3 separate regions of the Mus musculus genome follow, and regions 1 and 3 are each linked to region 2. Evidence: chromatin contacts called from public Micro-C and promoter capture Hi-C data. All regions are on one chromosome and are shown on one strand. Each heading gives the region's core, a stretch centred on a gene start, on an enhancer-like site or on the middle of the called end of the contact. The rest is flanking DNA. Distances are from core to core; before and after follow the strand shown.

Region 1 (4,161 bases), core at 1,079-3,578, 100 kb before region 2:
CCATTCTTTTTCTCTCTTCTCTGCCTCAGGTTACTCTCTGAAAACATTCAAAGCATGAAATGAAACATGAATTCAGGCCAGAGAGGAAGCTCACCAGGTAAACACTTGCTGTGAGTGTTTGGATCCCCAGACCATATAGAAAGCCATGTGCTGTGTGTTCAGTTCTGTTTTAACAGGAGGTGAGAGGCAGAGACAGGAGAATCCTTAGATTCGGGCCCACTAGCCTGGTGCACACAGCTAACAAATAAGAGATCCTGCCTCAAACAAAATGGAAGCAAGAACCCAACCTGAGGCATCTGTCTGCATGTGCCTGTACACACACATACACACACACTCTCATATATATACACACACATTCACACACAAACACATACATACATGTGCGCGCACACACATAGACATATGGAAACACACACTCTCACACATACACACATACTCACAAATACTCACACACATACACACATGTACATGCATGCACACACACACACTACATACACTCTCTATCACACACAAACATGCATGCACGCACAAGGGTATTTTTTTAACGGTGAATCTGAGGAGAGAGGGCACTTCTTAGGGGCCTCTATTTCTTCCAATAAAACTTTCAAATGCCCTTATGGACAAATAGCAAGAAAATGTAATAGAGGAGCCCTCATCGTGAAACAGTGTAGTCCTTAGGCCTAGCATAGTAGCACACACCTTTAATTCCAGCACCTGGAAAGTAGAGGTACCTGGATCTCTGTGAGTTCAAGGCTACCTGATCTACAGATCAAATTCCAGGATAGCCAAGGCTGTACAAAGAAACCCGGTCCTGAGAAACCAAAACAAATCAAAACAAAATGGTGTGTCTGAGGCCGCTTCTTTTTAGTTAACTTCATTCCTTTGCTCATTCTTCCACTCTCTAGGACAGAAGTTGCTTTTAGCTATTTGCCCTCCTGGTCTCTGCTGAAGGACATTCCTGTTTTCCCAAGACTGGGCTTCTCTATTCCCAAGTTTCCATAAAGGCTTTGCCTCTGACCAGACCAACTCTAGGGAACAGAGAGAAGCTAAAGCTGGGGGCAATGATAGAGAAGCAGAAAGAATATGCCAGATACAGTGGTGGTCCTGCAGGGGAATCACACAGACAAAATGGGACCAGGGAGCCCCCTCTCTTTCTGAGAGAGTCCCAACTCAAGCCAGCCTGCCAAGGCACTTTATATCCCAGAGTCAAAGTGTCTACAGCCCCCAGACAAGTGATTCCCTCCTCATTTATCTGGATACACCCATTTGTTCCTTCTGCAGCAGTTAAAACTACAAACTTGGAAGCCTGGCTGGTGTTCCAACTCCTGGGAGAATCCAGCTATTGGTGGAGAAAAGGTGTTTCTCCCCCACCCTCTTTGGCGGCCTTGCTGCTTAATTAACACACCAACAAATATGGTGGTTTTAAACTCCCATCTGAAAACTCTTCTTTTTCAATGAAGTATTCACACTCTTAGCATCTCCCTCCACAGCTTGTTTAAGGAATACACTGGGAAAACAGGTTTATCAGAGGTACCTAGTTCTCATGCATCCAGAAAATAAACAAATGGGTAGAGTGGCTACACCGTCTTCCCTACACAGTTTAATCTCGAAATGTTAACAGGTAACAGAAAGCATTAAGGAAGTAGCACGTGATGCCCAACTTTCTAAGTGGAAGCCTCTACAACACGCTTGGAAACTGCTGCTGGTCAGATCCAAGGATGCTCAGGAGCCTGGGTCACTCCTCCAGTGCCCAGGAACAAAGCCTCCACACAGAACATAGGCGGTGTAGTAAAACTTTCTTCTCAGACTTCAGAGAGGGGGTGGGGGAACGTCAGCTCACCACCCTGCCCTCGGGGTGAGCTTGCACCTGCAGGGTAGATTTGGGGTCACGCTTGGAAATCACCCGAGTGTGGGAAATAGTTCTGAGATCTCCTTTTTGAGCACTTTGTTGCTTATTCAATAAAATAGAGAAGTCACACTGGGTTCACTCTCCCCTCCCCTTTTTCCTCCCAAATTATCAACGCCATCCCTGATGCGTGGCCACGCGCTCTTCCCTACTTTTTGGACTTCTTAAATCATTTCTGAATATCCTGCTCAGGTTTTGAATAGGAGAAGGGACTCCTGCCCTCTCCATTTCTTACTGGAGGTGTCTGTGTCCATAGGGAGGTCCTACAAAATCTGGGGTCTTCAAGGGCGCACTGTGCTCACCTTGCGGGGTCCCCGTCCGCAGAGATGCGCCGAGCCCGCGGCCGGGATTGGGACGCGCGTGCTCTTCCGGTCTCTGGTGGGCTCTCGGGTTTGGAAGGTGGCGGGAGGGACGCGGACCGCGCCCATCGCCTCGTAGACAGCCGGAGTGGCGGCTGTGCGGTGTGCGCGGTGCCCTGCGGGTCGCCTCCTCCTCTGTCTGACCGCCGTCCCTCCTCTGGCGCCACCCCGCGCCGCGACCGGACCCTGCGCTCGGCTGCAGGCCTCTCTACTCCGGAGTCCCTTTACTCCCGCATCCTCCACTCCTCCAAAGACGTCCACTCCTGTTTGAGCGGTTCTCTGGGCGACTTCCTGCTGCTGTGCTCAAAGAGCCGCTTGCAGCGCCGGTCTGAGGAGCCCTGTAGCCCGAGGATGCTCAGACCTCCGGAGCAGGTCCTGTGCCTGGTTCCTCAGTCTCAGATCCCGGTTTCTGGTTTTTTGTTTGTTTGTTTGTTTGTTTGTTTGTTTGTTTTGTTTTGCTTTGTTTTTGTTTTGTTTTGATACGGGGGGAGGTTATCCATTAGCTTTCCCTTGGCCTTTTGCATTTCTCCTTCCCTCTTCTTTTTCTTACTCCCCGCCTTTCCCTCTCATCTCTTCTTTTTCCTCATTCTTCATTTTTTATTTGGGCATTTTTTGATTCTTTACATTGAGCTTGTGTTTATTTTAGAAAGACAAGAATGTTGCTTATAATAGGAATGCGTGTGTGTGTGTCTGTGTGTCTGTGTGTGTGTGCATGTGTTTTCCCGTGACAAGGTTTCTCTGTGTAACAGCCCTGGCTGGCCTGGAATTCACTTTGGAGACCAGGCTGGCCTCGAACTCACAGAGTTCGACTGCCTCTGCCGCTGGAGGGCTGGGATTAAAGGCTTGCATTTCAAACACCACATTTTGACCACATATTTTAGGGACAGGAGGGGAGGGGGAACCGAGTAGGACTTCAGGGTTCAGATCACACATGGTAAGGAGGATTGGCTTTAAAATTTTTTAACCCCTCCCTCACTATTTCACCCAAAGGCTTCTTTTCACAGGAAAATACTTCATTGGAGAGGAAAATATGGGGAAAGAAATGAAGCAAACGTTTTATTCAGGACAATGCGTGTTTCTCACATCTTGTCCTGAATGTGAGACACTGAGCAAAATGTGAGTTTCTGTTCTGTGCAGTTAGATGCTGTCATTGGGGAGGCCCCCTTTGATTCTCCACTTTTGGGGTTACTCAGTTTAAAAGCCCAGGACAGGGATGTTGGAACAATGCCTCATGTGGTAGAGCAATCACTCTGGAAGCGTGAGGACCTGCTGGGGTTCCCCAACAAAAGCCTCTGCCTGTAATCTCAAGGCTGGAGGCAGCGAAGGGGACAGGCAGATTTCTGGGGTTTGCTGGACGGCCAGTTTACATTGGTAAGCTTTAGGTGCAGTGGGAGTGTCTGTCTCAGAATCACTGTGGAGCATAATTGAGGGAGACAACTACCATCAGTGCTCTGCACTCCACGTGTATGCACGCACAGTCACGTTTCTGGCACAGTCTTTCTCCATCACTCTCACTTCAGTGTCCAAAGCTGGATCTTGAGTCTGTCGCTCCCCATTAAGAATTTCCCCTCTGATCTCCGTTGCCTGTTCTCTTACCTCAGACTCCCCCAGAAAACAATAACCAGTTACTCTCACTGCTCTTCTATATCGGACTCCCTTTTCCAGCTTGCCCCCCCCTTCTCCCTCACCCCATTGTCCTTTTTCCATTGAGTTATCCCGCAGCCCCTCAATTACTGCGCACCAATTTTCATCTCCCACCTGGATCTACCATATTTACCTAAGAGGTGTTTCTGGAGACTCTTCTCTGCATTCCCACACTGCTGCCCTTGTTAAGTTTTAATTACCTTGGGCTGGATCATTTTAATAGTTTCCTAACAGGTTTTTTTTGCCTCCGGT
Region 2 (4,368 bases), core at 180-2,679:
ACTGCGGTCAGTGCCTCCTGCTGCCATGCCAGTCATCTGTGTAGGTCCTGAGGCTGTGATGGCAGCAAGCGCATCTCCTACTGAGCAAGTTCTCAAGGACCCCCTAAACAGTCAGCACCCCCCATGCCTGACACCAGGACTCACCTCAATGCAGAGGCACGTGGGCTCCCCCTTCTCTGTGACGGCACATTCCCTGCCAGCTCCACAAAACACATTGGCGCAGATCTTGGATTTGCTTCTAGGTTCCTCCTAAAACACAGATCATAAAGGATGCCACGTTACTGAGATGAGCCCATCACAGGATGAAACATTGGTGGTAATGACCTTTCAGGCTTGGGGCTTCCGTGTGCCAAAAGTTATCTTTTAGCATCAGACTCACAGGCATTGTTCTGGCTCAGGTACAGGCACTGAAGATTGTTCCCCTGTGAAGAGTGACTTTCTTGCATCCTTCCTCATTAAAAAAAAATACGGTTTGAGCATTTGTGATAAAGCCAGCACTATGCTAAGGGCTAGAGCTACACAGGGCAATCTTTGATCTCATGAACTCTGTGACTCTCAGGGAGGAACACATATACGGAAGGGCCACAGTGGGTGCTCTGGGGAGCAGGGGTGTATGGGAGAATCAGATGGCCCTTTCTGAAGATTCCACACCTTAACTGTCTCTTTAAGGATGAGAAGTCTAAGCTAGGAAGAAATGGAAACACTGGAGACACATCCAGACATCTTAACACCAAGGTATTTACTGCAATACCATCTGAAAGGACCGAAGGATGGTCACCATGTGGATATGCTATGATATCCAGCCACTCTCTGTGTGTACCCAGGCTACAAGATGAAGAGGACCAAACCCACTCCAAAAAGAGTATGGCCCCCAAGCTTCTTGCTGGTCAGGTTTCCTGTTCAGACAGATGTTACAGAACTGCAGGGAGAGGAAGGTCTGTATGCCACATGTGGATTGTGATAGGACCAGTTTGTTGGTGGTACATTCCTTTACTCCCACGACATTCACCCCCCAGCTCTGTGGTAGTGGTGGATAAACAAAGACAGGGATTCCCCCGGGGCCTCTGTTCCGCCAGGCTGGGCTGGCTGAATCACCCAAGGCTTCCAGGCCTTAGACGACTGGGCTGGAGCTGGTTACAAAACAACAAAGACAGAAGAGGCCTACGAATGACTTGGGTAACAGCAAAGTCCACATTTCCAGCCCTTGCCTACAGTGTATCTAAAGAACTCATACCTACAAGGCTTACTGTAACAGTAAATGTTTTAAACGGGGGAACCAGACACACACACACACACACACACACACACACACACACACACACACACACACACACACACACGGAAACAAAGTAGAGGCTTGAGAGGTGATGGGTCCATAATAGCTGCTCTGCTGCCACTTGGAGGCTGCTCTGCAAACTCCAGGTTATTCTTGTCTCCCATAAGCCCCCTTGCCTGCCATGCAGAGCTCTCATTGGTCTAGAACTCATTTGCATGCTCAGATCTCATTGGCTTAAATGCTGTTGCTAAACTAATTTTTTTTTTTAAAATGTTGCTAAGGAGAATTCAAAAAAGCTGGCAGACAGTGAAGAAAAGAGGAAGTAATTCCCAGAAGGGTGGAGGATGGATTTAGATCTTTGTTTCCTAAACAGAGAGGGGGAATAAAATTGAGCAAACTCTTCAGACAGACAGGGCTCTCCCTCTTGTGGGAGCTGTGTCTCCGAGCAAAAAGCAGAGCCAGAAGGGAATAGAAAAAGACAGTGCTGATTGTTATAAAAGACAATTCCAGTGGCCTCTTCAACTTCCCTGAGCTGAACACTTTAACCCCTGGGCCTATCACAGGAGCTGAAGATACACAAATGCACAAATCAGTGAGCTTTGGCATATGTCTGCATTCAAGGAAAAACTCAAATGTTCCCAGTGTGTACTTAACTAGTCCCTCTGATCCTTTAAACTACACATCTCCTCGTCTGTGGGGCAGGAGAAAATGGTGGGTGGGGGAGGGGGCGAGCATGATCAAGGGGACACCTTACAGGGCTGCTTGCAGAAGATCCTGCCGAGTTCAGAGCCTCATCTTGTCTCATGTGCATGTTTATTGTTTAGTTATTGGTGTGTGGGAGGGGCACACCAGTCAGGGCAAGTTTGTGGAGGTCAGAGGATGGCTTTTTGGGTGTGTGTGTGTGTGTGGGGGGGGTTCTCTTTCCATCGGGTGAGTTCCAGAGATTGACCTCTGGCCCTCTGGCCTGGCTACAAGTGTTTTTACCCAATGAGCTACCCCCTCTTCTCTCCTACTGTGGTAAATATTCCTAATAAACACTATTATGTGGAATCTGAATTCAACCCAAGTCATTTGCACAGGTAGCTCACTGACGTTATGTTTGGAGGAGAACACCTTTTTCTTTCACCCTAACAACTAGTACTTGAAGAGTGCAATTAAAAACGTGAATGTTTTCACACACAGCATTTCACCTTACTGCATGGCTAACCTGAGAAGAGCATGCATATGATTATTAGCTCCATTTTACAAACGAGCAATTTGAGGCCCCAAAAGGTCAAATAATTTGCCTAAGTTCCCCAAACTAAAAAGAGAGAGAGAGAGAGAGAGAGAGAGAGAGAGAAACCTCTATTCAGCCCACGGGTAACTAAGAATCCATTTGTAAACACCTGGCTTCCCTCAAAGTGACCTACTATGGTTGGTGCTACTTAAGCGCTCTATATGTTCCTAATTCCAGAGTCATATTATCCCTCTTTTACAGGTAGGAAAGCTGACTTGAGAGGCCCAGTAACAAAAAGCGATAGAGTTGGATGTTCCTCCAACCAAAGGCAAATGATTCCTTTATGTTTGGTTGATTCTTACATCCGTATGCATTAAGGTTAGGGAAACTATAATGGGAATATGGATGTTACAATAGCAAGTGTAAGGCGTTTAGATCCCATATGCAGCACTCATACCCAGCCCCCTTCTTTATCTGCCACGAGTATTCTCTTGCAACCCCCTTCCTTGGGTGCAGACATAAAACATTGAAGGTTAGAATTGTCTTGAGAATTAACTGAGCCGCGCCATGTGCTGTGTAACAGGAAGCGACTGTCACTACAGGGGGTGATTTATTTTCAGTTTCCCCTGCGAAATGATGTCACTGTCACCTTGGACTGTCATGTCCCCATTCTTCCCTGTCTCATTGACAGTGGAAAGGTACGCCAGTGCCGAACTGACAGGATGCAAAATGCAAAGGGCCCAGCAACCCCTGGAGGGCCTTTCATACAGCAGAGATGGAGGAGGCTCTGGTTATATAAGCGGTCTCTTTGCAGGTGATATATCTGTCAATAGGTGGCAATCTCTCTCTTTGTCTCACACAGCCCTGAGCCGCATTGCAGAAGAGCCTTCCTGGCTGCTGCAGCCCCGCTCTGTCCTTTCAGTGAGAAATACAGGCGTGAGGGAGAGGAGGGTAGACCCGCCAGGGACACAGGCAGAAGGATCTGCCAGTGTGGGAAGGCTGTCTATTCTGTGGTGCTCAAAGCCATTCCGTCACCTCCTCACAGTGAGTATGCTTGATTACAGACGTCAAGGTCAAAAATGAAGGGCACTTCCTCTAGGGAAGCATTTCTTTGTGCCATTCAAAGCTGTCCATTAAACCCCAACATCTTTGAGAAGCCAAAGTATTGGAGCCATTCCTTAAGGCTGTTGGAAAGTTCCTTAGAGTCATAAGTGGGCTTCTGTGGAGTGGCTGGTTCTGGCCAGAAAGTCTAAGGTAGTAACCTAGTCAGGGGTTGCAAAGGCCTTAGGCCACGGGCTGACATACTGATGCTAACTCAGCACCCACAACAGTGCGCGCCTCTGCAGACATCTGTGCTCACCATTCCTGTTCAGGTGTTGGCATTTTCAGTTGCATGTAACAAATGAGGAGTATTTGGGACTCAGAAAAGCTCCGTGGAAGCACCAGCGACAGGCAAGTCACGAAAGGGACACAAGTTGACCTAGTCCCTGAGTCTCCACAGTCCCTTCTCAAGTAAAGCCAAGAGAGGGTGCTGCAGGCAGAGGGGCCAGCTGCACGGCCTGGCACAGGGATGGCGTGCAGCTCTTTCACTATTTACACTGTTTACACTGTCATCAGTCATAATGACTTTTGGGAAAGATAACCACATTGGCCTGTGCACAGTCTCCATACAAGGTCTCAGGCATGTCCATTCTTACAAATGTGTGAACAGACACATAGACCTGAATGTACTCACGATGGATGAAGTATTAATAGGGGCTATGTTCTTTTTGTTTTGTTTTGGTTTGGTTTGGTTTTGGTTTTTTGAGACAGGGTTTCTCTGTATAGCCCTGGCTGTCCTGGAACTCACTTTGTAGACCAGGCTGGCCTTGAACTC
Region 3 (4,513 bases), core at 998-3,497, 79 kb before region 2:
CTTGTTTTATGTTGGAGCATCTTTTGGGTATATGCCCAGGAGTGGTATAGCTGGCTCCTGATGTAATACTATGTCCAATTTTCTGAGGAACTGCCAGACTGATTTCCAGAGTGGTTGTACCAGCTTGCAATCCCATCAACAATGGAGGAATGTTTCTCCACACACTCACCAGCATCTGCTGTCACCGGAGTTTTTGGTCTTAGCCATTCTGACTGGTGTGAGGTGGAATCTCAGGGTTGTTTTGATTTGCATTTCCCTGATGACTAAGGATGTTGAACATTTCTTTAGGTGCTTCTCAGCCATTCGATATTCCTCAGTTGAGAATTCTTTGTTTAGCTCTGTTTCACCTGTTTGGTTGTGTTTTCTTATAATTCTTTAAGGAATTTTTGTGTTTCCTCTTTAAGGGCTTCTACATGTTTACCTGTGTTCTCCTGTATTTCTTTAAGGGAGTTATTTATGTCTTTCTTCAAGTCCTCTATCATTGTCATTAGAAGCGATTTTAAATCTGAATCTTGCTTTTCTGGGGTGGTGGGGTATCCAGGACTTGCCATGGTGGGAGAACTGGATCTGATGATGCCAAGTAATCTTGGTTTCTGTTGTTTATGTTGTGCTTGCCTCTCACCATCTGGTTATCTCTAGTGCTACCTGCACTCACTGTCTCTGACTGGAGCCTGTCCCTCCTGTTATCTTGTTTGTGTCAGAACTCCTCAGAGTCCAGCTGTCGCTATGATCCTGAGATCTGGTGTAAGAGTTCATGGGAGTCAAATTGCCTCTGGGATTCTGAAATCCTGGTGAGATCAAGCTCCTGTGATCCTATGATCCTATGATCCTATGACCTTCCTCTGGGTGTTGTGGGACTTGATGCAAAGCTAGCATCCAAGGTCTGCTCAGGGCACTGGCTCAGACCAGAAGGAACCTGTGCCACTGACTGGGCAGGGTTCCTGTGTCCCTGGATCCCTGGGGGTCCCAGTTACTCCTGGTGTTGGGGCAGATGTTGTGGCCTCCTCACCTATGATCCTGGAGGCATTAGAGCTCCTGGGAGTCCAGCTTCCTCTGGGTGTTGTGGGACTGGGTGCAGAGCTAGCATCCAAGGTCTGCTCAGGGCACCGGCTCAGACCTGAAGGAACCACGATTTACATCTTTACCTGTGTACTTCTATCTCAAGTTTCTTTGCTCCATACCATGTCCTCCTGTCTTGTCTTTCTAGCTCTGCAATGGTTTGTCTTGTTTGTTGGTTGAATCTCCTCTTACACATTTTCTTCAGGTGAAATATATAGGCATTTTTCTCCCACTTCTGACATATCTGCAAATAGATTTCTTTCTCCCTGATAACTGAAGTTTCAACTGGTCATGAATTTCATGAGCTGGAGTCTGTTTCTATGAGAAGTCTGTGAATATTATTGCCTTAACTTCTGGAGAACAGATTCTGTTTGTTTTTTAAACAAGATTCATTTATTTGTGTGTGTATGTGTGTGTGTGTCTTGCCTGCATGTATATACACCACATACAGGAAGTATCTGAGGAGGCCAAAAGGGGGTGTCTTATCTTCTAGAACTGGGGGATGGTCATTAGTTGTTTGCAGGGTGGGAACCTAACCCTTGTTCTCTGCAAAAATAGCCAGTGCTCTTTAATTGCTGAGACTTCTTTCCAGCCTCTGGAATCCAATTCCTGTGTACTGGCTTGTGACCCCTTATCTCACACCCACACAAAGAGTTTCAAGTCTTATCAGGAACTTGCTGGCTTGTGTGTTCAGTCTGGAATGAATTTTCCTGAATGAGCCATTCAGCACAGTGTCTGGGATTTCTCCATCCAAGAACTTTCCTCCATTGCAAGTTTGTTTCTTTTCCTTTATCTGAGCCCTTTGCCTATGCAGATCCGGCAACACAGTCTGCTATACCTCTTAGACTTCGCTCCAGTCTCTTGCTTTAATCTTTGTTCTGTGCTATGGAATATTTTCCGCTTGCTCTTTTAGCCCATTAATTTGGACCCCTCAGTTGTGATTATTATCTTCTTTCATTTAGGTATCAAATTAGTTGTAAAAAAATCATCTCTGACTTTAAAAAAATCACTTCTATATTGCTTAGTGTGTGTGTGTGTGTGTGTGTGTGTGTGTACGTGGAGTTGTGGAAGTTGGTTCTCTCCTTCTGCCTTTGGGTTCCCAGGATTAAACTGAGGTCATCAAGCTGTGTAGCAAGTGCCTTTACCCTTTGAGTCATCTGGCTAGTCGCCTTCTTTGGTTTTTGAGACAGAGTCATATTATATAGTCCGAGCTCTTACACTTGGAATCCTCCAGCTTCTGCTGCCCAAGCCCTGGGTTACAGGCAAGCCTGGCCTCCCTGTCTCTTTAGAAAGCGAGCTGAGCAAGTCAGGGGAAGCAAGCCAGTAAGCAGCACCCTCCATGTCCGCTGCATCAGCTCCTGCCTCCAGGTTCCAGCCCTGCTTGAGTTCCTGTCCCGACTTTCTCCAATAATTAATTATGATATGGAAGTGTAAGCCAAATAAACCTTTTGTTCCCCAACTTGCTTTTTGGTGGTGTCTCTTCATAGCAACAAAACCCTCACACATTTCATCTTGCTGACATATTTAACCTGACTAAGCACCCATCAGAAGAACCTTAGGAAACATGAAACTTGAAACTCACTAAAGAAGCAACCTCTGAGTTGTTTAAACAAGGGTTTTCTTCCTGATGGCTAGGTTGTTCACTACATACATGATGTGTTAACCTCTTCTCAGGCTCTCACTGCTAACCCTATGATTCTGTGATTGCTTAGAATTGGAGAGAAATTCCTACTGCACAACAGAATAAAAATATGTATGTAGTATATATTATAATTATGCCACTGGCATCTTGAAACCATCTGGTTTACTCCTAGCCACTGGTCAATTACCACATGCCTTTCTTTATGGGATGCAGAAATGAAAACCAATTGATTCGCTGCCATCTGCCATTTATTACACTAACTCCTTGGAAGTGACAGAAAGGGCGGAATTTTAATTACAGATGAGGGTACCATTCTCACTAGCTGAGTAGCTAGGCCCCTGGCTACATGCCCATTGGTTTAGGAGGAGGGGGTAAAGGACCTAAATAGGGATGACTAATAGGGGCTTAGTGGGGGCATATAAGAATGTACAAATATTTGAAAGCTGCAAAAACCTGGAAGGTGTTGCACACAGGAAACTGTAGTCTCTAAAATTTAGGAAGAACCTCAGATGTCATTGCTAAGGTTACAAAGATTTTCAAACTAGCAACAAAAAGTTCAAAAATTGTAGAGGCTGTAAAACAGGCTTATTTTCTAAGGAGTTCAGACTCATTTTTACAGACCTTTATTTACTTCAGCTTTAATTAAAAAAAAAAACTATCAAACTGATGGTTTTAAATTCGGTCTTTATATGAAGGGAAAATACATATAAATAATGACATTTTAAGAACATTTTTAGAGTTCTCATGACATCATGTACAACTTTCCTTTTCCATTTAAACCTTCCCAATATTTACAGAATACCTTTTAAAATAAGACCGTTAAGAAGATAGCCTATAGCTGGGCATTGAGGCACACATCTTTAATTCCAGCACTCCAGAGGCAAAGGCAAGGCAGATCTGTAGCTGGATCTGGCTACCTAGTGAGTTCTTCTTTATTCCACCCTTTTAACCCCTTAATGCTAGATAGGAGAGAAAAAAACAAAAGGATAGAGGGGGAAGGGGCGACATTATCCTCAGAGTACTTCCTGCTGATTAGGGGCTATGAGTTCCTTGGAGCAAGTTTGGTCTTTGCTGTCAGGATATCTAATTTCCTGTTGTTGCTGTTTCTTCTTCGTGCGTTACTACTTAGCAAACAGCAAGCAACCAAGTCCCCAGAATTCCAAATGTCACACACTCACAGAAACTGTCTGTCGCTGGCAAAATCACGCTCCTGCTGGAGCACGAGGTAAATCATAGTCAGCTGCTGTGGACAATCTGAAGCAGCCTCACATTCCACATCTGGGATTAAAATGAGAACACATTCTTGTAATATTTTTATATTTTTAAAGAAACCCAAATCCTCACTACATAGATCTCTGAGTCTGAGGCCAGGCTGGTCTACTGAGTGCCAGGAAAGCCAGGGCTACACAAAGAGAGAAACCCTGTCTTGAAAAAAATTATTTTTATACATATATACATATATATATATATATATATATATATATATATATATATATATATAAAATGATTGCTGTCTATATGCAAGTGAGGTGAGGGCAAGCACAAGATAAGGCTAGAGCCTGTGAATGGGGGCAGAAAGTGGGCTGAGAGTTTTAGAGATGGAACACATAGGTCAGAGAGGACAGGAGGACAGAGAAGATGGAGGAAGGAGAATGAACCCGATCCACGTGACTTTAAATAGCCACAGGTAGAGCTATGAATATCATAGAAGGGATAGAATAATATAGGACAATATGTCCAATCCAGGTGGGCAGCTTGTATCAATATCAACTGGCTCTGAGTTTATTGTGTGGGCATTTTGTGAGTTGAGAA

What was found. A called contact is a pair of places that touch in the nucleus more often than the background predicts. Capture Hi-C pulls out chosen DNA fragments and counts their contacts.
Region 1: a contact with region 2 is called in a Micro-C map of trophoblast stem cells, with 4 times the contacts expected there. The contact joins the promoter of Gpr156 here to the enhancer-like site in region 2. A contact is called at or near these places in 8 of 39 promoter capture datasets (the HPC-7 cell line, embryonic stem cells, hematopoietic stem and progenitor cells and 4 more), 6 of 484 Hi-C or Micro-C datasets (Th2 cells, embryonic stem cells, nephron progenitors and 3 more), 2 of 115 datasets of contacts at active chromatin or transcription factors (both in embryonic stem cells) and 4 of 9 other capture datasets (adipose tissue, liver, macrophages and 1 more).
Region 3: a contact with region 2 is called in a promoter capture Hi-C map of adipose tissue. The contact joins two enhancer-like sites. A contact is called at or near these places in 4 of 484 Hi-C or Micro-C datasets (Th2 cells, group 2 innate lymphoid cells, olfactory sensory neurons and 1 more), 2 of 115 datasets of contacts at active chromatin or transcription factors (embryonic stem cells and heart atrium) and 4 of 9 other capture datasets (adipose tissue, embryonic stem cells, liver and 1 more).

What each region holds. Positions count from the first base shown.
Region 1 is chr16:37,914,663-37,918,823 of GRCm38.p6, reverse strand. It overlaps Gpr156 (G protein-coupled receptor 156), which reads right to left and starts at 2,328. Exons shown (of 10, transcript NM_153394.2): 1 at 2,209-2,328.
Region 2 is chr16:37,811,587-37,815,954 of GRCm38.p6, reverse strand. Fstl1 (follistatin-like 1) reads right to left here. Exons shown (of 11, transcript NM_008047.5): 3 at 145-249. Among named protein-coding and RNA genes, the nearest start is that of Gm41452, 36 kb to the left of the region's middle. Within about 2 kb of position 1,429, at least 176 of the 459 cell types and tissues checked have an H3K27ac peak or open chromatin away from gene starts, as enhancers often do. A contact at or near this core is called in adipose tissue, heart atrium, macrophages and 3 more, where this site is marked.
Region 3 is chr16:37,891,350-37,895,862 of GRCm38.p6, reverse strand. No RefSeq gene overlaps it. Among named protein-coding and RNA genes, the nearest start is that of Gpr156, 23 kb to the left of the region's middle. RefSeq lists an enhancer at 645-3,719. Within about 2 kb of position 2,247, at least 30 of the 459 cell types and tissues checked have an H3K27ac peak or open chromatin away from gene starts, as enhancers often do. A contact at or near this core is called in adipose tissue and heart atrium, where this site is marked.